3 separate regions of the Zea mays genome follow, and all the other regions are linked to region 3. The links are chromatin contacts, called in public Hi-C maps. All regions are on one chromosome and are shown on one strand. Each heading gives the region's core, a stretch centred on a gene start, on an enhancer-like site or on the middle of the called end of the contact. The rest is flanking DNA. Distances are from core to core; before and after follow the strand shown.

What was found. A called contact is a pair of places that touch in the nucleus more often than the background predicts.
Region 1: a Hi-C map of ear shows a contact between it and region 3, with 1.9 times the contacts expected there. The contact joins the promoter of LOC100216773 here to the promoter of LOC100281363 in region 3. A contact is called at or near these places in 4 of 25 Hi-C or Micro-C datasets (ear, endosperm, leaf and 1 more).
Region 2: a Hi-C map of leaf shows a contact between it and region 3, with 4 times the contacts expected there. The contact joins the promoter of LOC103630376 here to the promoter of LOC100281363 in region 3. A contact is called at or near these places in 4 of 25 Hi-C or Micro-C datasets (ear, leaf and tassel).

Annotation. Positions count from the first base shown.
Region 1 is chr6:158,978,934-158,981,828 of Zm-B73-REFERENCE-NAM-5.0, reverse strand. LOC100216773 reads right to left here and starts at 1,435. Exons shown (of 3, transcript NM_001143172.1): 1 at 1,110-1,435; 2 at 726-1,003; 3 at 1-231. The coding sequence starts at 1,314.
Region 2 is chr6:158,998,440-159,001,463 of Zm-B73-REFERENCE-NAM-5.0, reverse strand. LOC103630376 (Bzip transcription factor-like) reads left to right here and starts at 1,351. Exons shown (of 4, transcript XM_008651434.4): 1 at 1,351-3,024. The coding sequence starts at 1,625.
Region 3 is chr6:158,785,525-158,788,474 of Zm-B73-REFERENCE-NAM-5.0, reverse strand. It overlaps LOC100281363 (anther-specific proline-rich protein APG), which reads right to left and starts at 1,509. Exons shown (of 3, transcript NM_001154281.2): 1 at 955-1,509. The coding sequence starts at 1,270. LOC100278419 reads left to right here and starts at 1,819. Exons shown (of 3, transcript NM_001407492.1): 1 at 1,819-2,032. The coding sequence starts at 1,954.

The DNA.
Region 1 (2,895 bases), core at 186-2,685, 190 kb before region 3:
GTAGTACGCCGCCAGCTCCGAGAACGGCAGCGGCGCGTACCCCGTCCCGGCCGCGGCCGTTGCCGTTGCCGTGGCAGACGGCAGCACGGACGGCTTCTGCTCCGGCGGCGAGCCCATGGACATGGACCCCAGCGCGCCCTGGCTGCTGGCCTCGGCCCTGCCGCCGGCTCCGGTCGGCTTCTCCAGCGCGCCTTTCTTGTTGTAGATTCGGCACAGCACCCAATCATCCAACTGCAACAGCAAAAAAAAAACCGAGAGGAAAAAAATCTTAATCACGCCCATACCACCAAATCTATCCATCCAACAAAAAGGTAGAACAATTATACGATTTTCTTGGCGATGAAATGTATAGGCACTATTGATGCGTCGCTTTCGACCGTATCGGATCGCTGTCGTAGCTCGCAAAAGCGCAAGAGATAATTGGCGGTTGAAGGAGATGACGCACGGCGCAGCATCTCCAGGGTTCACACCGGAGAGAAATGGGTCTCGCCGTCCTTTTTATCGGCGACTAGCTAGCTAGTGAAAATCCGACTGCTAATAATTATTCTTTGTGATCCATACGTTACGTTCTTATCTCAACTTTTTCTTTGTTGATACGGCAGTGACAGGAGATATATATTATTAACAAATAATAATATATACGAGCAAGAGATAATTTTCTGCACAGAAACGAATGAGATATTCTGGTGGACGCGCCGGCCGGAACTCGATCGATCGCAACGTACCCTGAGGCTGTTGTTCTTCTTGCGGGCGGTGCGGTCGACGTCGGCGAGGCGGTACTCATGCATGATCCAGTTGGTCTTGTCGCCCTTGGGCGCCTTGCCGGCGTAGAAGACGAGAGCCTTCTTGATGGCCACCGGCTTCGGCGTGCCCACCGGCTTGTCTGCGCCGGTGGCCTTCCAGTACCCGGCGCCGGCGGCGCGGTTCGGCCGCGACCCGTTCGGGTACTTGCGGTCCCGCGGGGAGAAGAAGTACCACTCCTTCTCGCCGTACAGCGCCATCCCTGCACAGACAGCAGTAGTACCGAGATCAGGAGTCAGCAGCAGGTACAGGGCGAGCTAAGAAACCTGGAACAACGACTGCGTGGAGCGGCGGCGGACGACACGTACTTGGGAGCTGCCAGGGATCGTGCTTGTATAGGTCGACCTCGGCGATGATGGGCACGGAGATGGGCAGCCCGGCGCAGCGCCGGCAGAGGTAGTGCACCACCAGCTCCTCATCCGTCGGGTGGAACCGGAACCCCGGCGGTAGCTGCAGCTCCTGCGACTGCGCCGCCGCCGCCGCCGGCACTCTGCCTCCGCCACCGCTGCTCATAGCTCCTCGACAGCTGGTTGCGTTTCTCCTCCGGCCGACGCGCCGCTTCCGAAACCGTGACTGCTCGGATCACTTTCGCAGCTCTAATAGCGAGCCGGGTCAAATCAGCCGCCGATTCGACCACTTTCTCTCGCGAAAGGCATGAAACAATGCGCCGTGCTGCACGCGCGCCATATATAGCGCGCAGGGACGCTGTGCGGGCGCCAAGCGATAGCGACCATCAACGGAGACACGTGGTGGGCATCGGGCGCCTGAGGGCTTCAGTCAGTGCTGACGACAGAACGCTTGGACGTGGGCATGCACGGCAGGAGCTGCGGGTGGAAAGTGAAGGTCTGCAAGAAAAAAAAATGCACGTCATGTGCTATTTAACGGGAGTTTGACGATTAAGAGCATCTCCAGCAGTTCACTAGAAAATAACTCATCAAAATCAATTTTAAAAGGCATCTAAAAAATTATTAGAGGTAGATTTTAATCTATTCTCCAACGTATCCATTAAAGCGACATATTGTTTCTAGAGAGCCTAAAAAACCTCTCATTTGTATTGCAAATGAGGAAGTTTTAAGGACTATGAAAAAATTCGGAGCGTTTTAAGGGAATTGTTGAAGACACATTTTTGTGTTTTACCAAGAAAAACTTAATTTAGGAGAGACTTCTAAAAAGCTCTTGAAGATGCTCTAAGATTATGTACAATCAGATGACTCAAAATAGTATATAAAAATTAAAATACTACATCACTTAAAATGTTTAGGTGTTTAGAACACTAAAAACAGTAATTTAGGAAGTAAATTATATTATTAGAAAAAAATATTCATAATGATGTATAAAATAAGGATAGGACACTAGTCTTGGGTGTTTTCATGGTGTGCCATACTTTTTAAATAAAGATTCGTAAAATAGGGTACGTTGAGCTGTTTTTATGAGTTGGCGTGTTCGCTTCGGATTAAATCAGTTGTTTGAACTGTTGCAGCTGTAATTCATAAAGACAAAACAATGTAGAAGTCGATACGGATTAAAACCAAGCAAACAAACTGTAAATCCTATATTTTAAGATTTGGCAATGATTTAATGCGTTGTTAGAGATGCTATAATATATACTTCCTCTGTTCTATCTTTATAGCCCTTTTTCGTCCACATTCAAATCAATTATAATAAATAAAAATATAAATATGCGTACAAACCATATTCATAAATTAAATAATTAATATATATTTAGTCTAAAATGAATATAGATAAAAATTTAAAATAAGTTTAGATTTAGATAAAGAGGTGATTTGGATGACCTCACAGTTTAAGTAAAAATCTCTACTACTTATTAAGACTGCAAGAGTAGTCTGTCATTCCCGTGTACTGCCACCATTCACATTTCTTGTTCTGCATTTCTCATTCTCATGTTCTGTCTTTCTCATTCCTCCCTCCCCGCAAAGCTCATTCTCATTCTTATTCCCCCGTACAACCCACGTCTAGCTAAAATTAAAAAAACACACATGTCCTCAAGGGGATTTGAACCCATGATCTCTCAAGCAAAGGCCAAGAGTAGCTACCGCTACATCACATGTGTGTTTATGTCTACATCTAAGACAG
Region 2 (3,024 bases), core at 102-2,601, 210 kb before region 3:
CATATCCATTTGACTGTTCGCTTCGGATTAAAACTGATTATTTAAATTGCTGTAGCTGTAATTTGTATAGATAAAATATTGTAAATAGCAGTAGAAGTTAGTAGGAATTAAAGTAAAGGGAACTCCGTTTACTGTTACCGTGATGAACTGGAATTCGAGGCGCACAGTCTTTTTGACCAGCGCAGCATGCTGGGCCCGGGCGCTCGGTAAAATGTTGGTCGACGAGAGGTGGCATGGTTCAGAACTTGAGATCACATCCGTGTTCCGTGATCGGTAATGTTTAAAGTTCTATTTATTCACATATAGAACTTTCGTCATCTACATTTCTATCAAATTTTATGTAATACTCTCTCTATCGACGTTGTTGACTGTTCTAAAAAAAGTTAATCACTCGTATTACTTAGAAACATTTATCTGAAAATATAAAATTTCAAGTCACGCTCAATGAAACGTAAGTGATGGAATAAATTATAACAAAATAAATAATAATTTATGGTTTTTAAATAAGATGAATGTTTAAAGTTTTCAAAAAAACTAATGACGTCATATATATTTAATAATGGAGTTAATATCATATTAGCCTATTTATCAACTATAAAATATCTCAAAGAAAAATCCTATCAAGATTGGCCTCGCGCGCGCGCGCCCAGACAGCTCGTGCTTTGATCTGCTCGCCGTCAGCCCGTTAGAAAACTGGAGGCCCGGAGTATTTTAGTTCCACGGTCTGACGGTCGATGCGGCCGGAAGCTCAACCCAGAGGTGTACGGTACAACAGTCAGTGGCCGCAGTAACTGTGTTTGACAGTGGTTACTCCTGAGACGGTTTTATTGCCATTCTGAGCCAGTCATTACGCTGGATTTGCCACGGGACACAAGGGCGTGTTAAAGCAGGCTCTGGACAGTGCTGCAACCGTACAATGATTTTGCATCTTGTGCCCCTACTGATCATCTCTTTCCTGGTTTCCTGTTTGCCTCTCGCTCTCTTGCCTTTCGTGTTCGAGTAGTGACATCTGTGTTTGCCTGGTATTATCGGTATTCCGATGTCCAATCTTAGTACCAATCCAGTACTACCGAAGTACTTACGTACTCTACTAGTACTCCTTCAACCTATCCGCTCTCACGGGACGGGACGGGACGGGACGGGACGGGACGGGAGGGAGACCGAGAGAGAATCCCGATCCAGACCATGAACGCATTCGGCTACGTTGTGCTCGCAATCGGAATGCGCTGAAGCCAAGCAGCGAACGAGAGAATGCTACAGTACTTCCAGTGCCTGCTCAGTCAGAGCTCACTGCTCAGAGCTCAATAATAAACGCGCCTCCACGTGCCCGGGTCACCCTGCCGCGCGCGCGCACACGCCGCTCGCTCCGTCCTCGGCTTCCTCTTTGCGACCACCACCACCCTCGCCGGTCGCCGCGCTCGCCCACCATTTTTTTTTACGTTGCCACGCTACTTTGCTCCCGGCCCCTGCTCACTCTGCTGCCTGCCCTACCTCGACTCCCGCCCGTTACTTCCACCCCTCGGTTTGCTGCGGGAGCGAGCCAGCACTCGCGGGCTCGCGGCGTCGCGGGCAATGCCGGCGACGGCGAGCGAGTAGGGGGCTCCTCCAGGGACGGAGGAGAGGGATGGGCTGCCGGAGCTCGCGGCTGGACGCGGCGGACGTGTCCCCGGCGGCCGCGCTGTGCCGGGAGCGCCGGGACCTGCTCCGCGCGGCCGCGGACCACCGCGCGCGCCTCGCGGCCGCGCACGCCGCCTACTTCCGAGCGCTCCCGCGCGTGGCCGACGCGCTCGCGCGGTTCGCGAGCCACCACCACGCCGCCACGCCGCCGGGCTCGCCGGTGCTCACGCTGCCGCCGCCCTCCGACCACGCGGACGCCGACGCCGACGCCGAGCCCAAGAAGCAGCGGAGCGGCTCCGCGTCCGGCTCCGCGACACCGCACACCGGCTCCGGCCACTCCCACATCCACTTCCACTCCGACGATTCCTCGGAATCCGATCCAGACTCCTCGACCGACCCCTGCGCCGGCCCCGGAGGCTGTGGCGCTGGCCACGTCGACGGCGACGGCGACGGCGACGGCGAGGTCCCGCGGCCGGCGCCTGCCCTTCGGCCTGGCGTTCCCTTGCCCGGCCGCGGCGGCCACGGCGAGCCCCAGGAACGCCAAATCCAAGACCCAGCTTTTGCCAGGCCGGAGATGCCGTGGGAGTACGCTTCGTACGACCCCTATCCTTCGTTCCCAAACACCGAGTTCCAAAATGCCACATTTCCTAGGTACTACTACATGAAGGCCAGCTCGACGCCGGCGAACACGGTGTATCAAGAACCGTACGGCTACGGCAACTTCGCCACCAGTTCGTCCTACATGGGGTACAACAACCCGATGTACGGCGTCCCGTTGCAACCTGATGGGGATCGCCCGGTGGAGGATCGTGGCCGGGAATCGGTGGCTCCGCCGCCGGCGGCGCCGCCGCCAATGCCAATGCCTGAGACGTCACCGTGGGACTTCTTTAACCCCTTCGATTCATATGAGCAGGAGCTCCCGCAGTATAGAGGCAAAGGGTACGATTCCAATGGGTCGTTCACCAGCAGTCCCAACTCGAGTGAGGTGAGGGCAAGGGAGGGGATCCCGGAGCTCGAGGAGGAGACGGAACTGGAGTCTATGAGGGAGTCTGTGAAGGCAAGGAAGGCTGTAGAGAGCACGGCGTCTAACCGGATTGACAATGCGGATGTCAGTGCCAAGGTGAAAGTGTCCATGGAGCACAAGGAAGTTGAGATTGAGAGTGTGTACAGTGTTTCGGTACTTGAGTCAGGGGACGAGAGTGTGTGCAGTTGCGATTGTGACCATGCCAACACTAGAACAGAGGGGCCAATGCAGGTGCCTGCAGGAGATGATCAAGGGGGGAAGGTGAGCTCAGAGGATCACTCATCCATAGTTGTCGGAGAGGATGTATGGCCGCCAGAGATCACTGGGACAAGAGATGTCGCCGTGGTTGTAGAGGAAATAAAGGAGCAGTTCAAATCAGTGGC
Region 3 (2,950 bases), core at 260-2,759:
TGATCTTTCATGACAAGGTTTTTTTTAGTCCTTTATTTAGAAATGCATTAATAATAAACTATATGCATGCAACATACATTCCACTGCAAATTAGAAGAAGAAAAATAACTAAATTAATATACTTTAGAGTACTCGTGAAATTTCCTTCCTTGAGTAAATGAGCTCTGACGCTGTACTGGACTCTGTTTCTTTTTCGTGGAGAGAATCAGATAGATGATATTTTTAAGGTGTGCTAGCTAGCTGGAACTAGCATTTCTACTAAGGGGGTGTTTGGTTTGCCCCTGCTAAAATTTAGCCTCTATCACATCGAATGTTTGAACCTCCGTTCGGGGTATTAAATGTAGTCGAATTATAAAACTAATTTCTCAGCCGAAGATTAAAAAGTGAGACGAATCTAGTACAGTTGGTTGAGTCTATATTTCATACTCCTATTTGAAAGTTAAACGCTTGATGTGACCCGGGCTAAACTTTAGTCCACAGAACCAAACACCTCCTAAAATTAAGAGTAAACAACATTAATATTGCACTGCCTCTAGGCTACAGTAATAACCCTATAAACAACCATATCTTTCGAGCACTTTTTTTCGTTCAGTCGCCAACAAATTTAGGGCATGTTTGGTTCGCTGTCTAACTTGCCACACTTTGGCTACCTTTTGTGTCTAAGGTTAGTTCCTCAATTCGAACGACTAAAATTAGGTAAAGTGTGACATAGTTAGCCAAAAACCAAACATACCCTTAATCTCACCTAGTACTTTCCAGTTGTGATTAAAGACGAGCAAGCTCTCTGTGCAAACACCGCACGGCTACTACAGCAGGTAGCTTGGTTGAGAGCACGTCTAAATCTAAATTAAGAATAAGCTAGCAGCTTGAGATGGACAGAGACCGTCAGGGAAGTCAGAGAAGTAGCAGCATAGCAATGTATAGCATGCAGGCACCGGTGGATGAGCCACGTACCGATCTCGTCGACCATGGTGTAGCCGTTGGAGAAGCGGCCGGTGGGGCCGCCGGCGAAGTCGATGCCGTAGGGCGGGTAGTTAGCCTTGGCGAGCGAGTTCAGGTCGTTGTTGTTGCCGTTGTCCGTCAGCGAGTCCCCGAACACGAACATCGCCGGCACGCCCGTCCCCGCGCCCGCGCCCGCGGCCGCGCCGCCGCTGCTGCTCCCGCCTCCGAACCCGGGCCCCATCGGGAACGTGCCGTTCCACGGAGGGAACACCTGCGCCGCCGCTCCGCCGAGGGCGGAGAGCAGGAGGAGGGCCACGGCGGCCGCCATTGTCGGGTGGACGGGGTGGGGTGGCTGGCCGGAGAGCTAGCTTCCGGAGCAGAAGGCTGAGCGCTGGTCGTGGTCAGTGAGAGTGCGTGCAGGCTAGCTAGGTTGCGGCGTGAGCCTGCTGCAGCCTGCTCTTGGTGTGTGTATATAGACTATAGAGGAGGAAGAGGAATGTAGAGAGGTTCTGGGTTGGTTGGTGGGTGGATTGGGGAGTGAGTGAGTAAATGTGGCACCGGGCTCCTGCTGCCATTGTTGGCATGGCGCAGTAAATGGGAGCTCTGTGGTCTTTGCTCTTGGGAAGCGTGCAACGGGCAGCGGCCATGGCTCGGTCGTGACGCCGTCATGCGGCACGGCGAACTGGTGTCATCGGTCCGTCTAGCAGCGACATCGGTCACACCGATTCGGTACCATGGCCCACCAGCAGCGACGCAACGCCGTCGAAAAGAACCATCCAGCTGCAGCAAAGCGGAGCCTTCGGTGCGAACCAAACCCGGCCGCGTCCGGCCCGTCTACTACCACTACAAACGGCCCAACGCCAAGGCCTAACCGCCAGGCCGACAAGCGCCACCACCGCGCGCTCAAGCAGCCAGACACCACCCAACCAACCACGAGGCCACCAGCCCACCATCACCCCCACGAAAAAAGCGAACCGAGGGAGAGGAAGGATCGGCGCGTTCCGGCCGGAGATGAGGGGCGGATCCAGACCGGCCCCGGTCGTCCTGTTTCTCCTCGCTGCGTCCGGGATCTGCGCCCAGTTCACCGCAGGTTAGCGCTCTCGATCTGCTTGTTAACCGTTTGATTCGGGGCGTTGCGGGAGAGGGTCACAGCGAGATCTAGTTGAAGTCGGGGCGGGGATTGGGGAATCGCTACCAATATTGTCTGCCTTGAACATATTCCCAATTCCCTCCTGTATTTTGACTCTAATTGAATTGTAGACGGCACTTTCGTTGACAATTATTGGGTGGCTAGGGAGGATGAATGCCGTCTCCGGTGGGAGTTTGTGAAGTTATGTATGACGAGCAGGTTATATGCTTAAGTTCGGGAGATTGGAGGCTTGGTCGTACCCTGAGCCCAATGGATCCGATTTCAGCTTACAGGCATTATGATCTAGAGTGCTAAAGCCACATAGTTGGTCCTTGTGTGAGATAAAGTTATGAAAGTTAAATGTAGAGACCCCCTTAGCACAAGATAAACCATTTTGGCCTAGAAAAAAAAGGATGGTTAAATGTTAGTGATGTATCTTAAATATTATAAGTTTTTGGATTGACATCTTAACAACACAAATCTCCAATTATATTACTTCCTAGTTCCTACAACCTTGAATCTGGAAAAAAAAGACACACAACTATTGCTACAATTTCGATTCTTCGAACTTCAAGTGATGAAATTTGGGTTTGCCCCGTTATTAAAAAAAATAACCAGGAAGTTGTACACTCCTATCTACTACCCCCTGAATTGAATGTGGAACTTGGCCACGTTCCTCGTTCCGGAAATGTTCGTTTCGTTCCAGAAACACGGGAACAATCTCATTCACGTAGTGCTAAAACCTAGTTCTAGTAGTGTACCGCATACCACATTCCTGTTCCTCGATCACATCGATACAGGAACCTGGTTACCAGTTCAGTCAATTGAAATACCAAAGTCTTCATTTGGTTCGATTAAACTTCAGAAGGTTAAGATAAA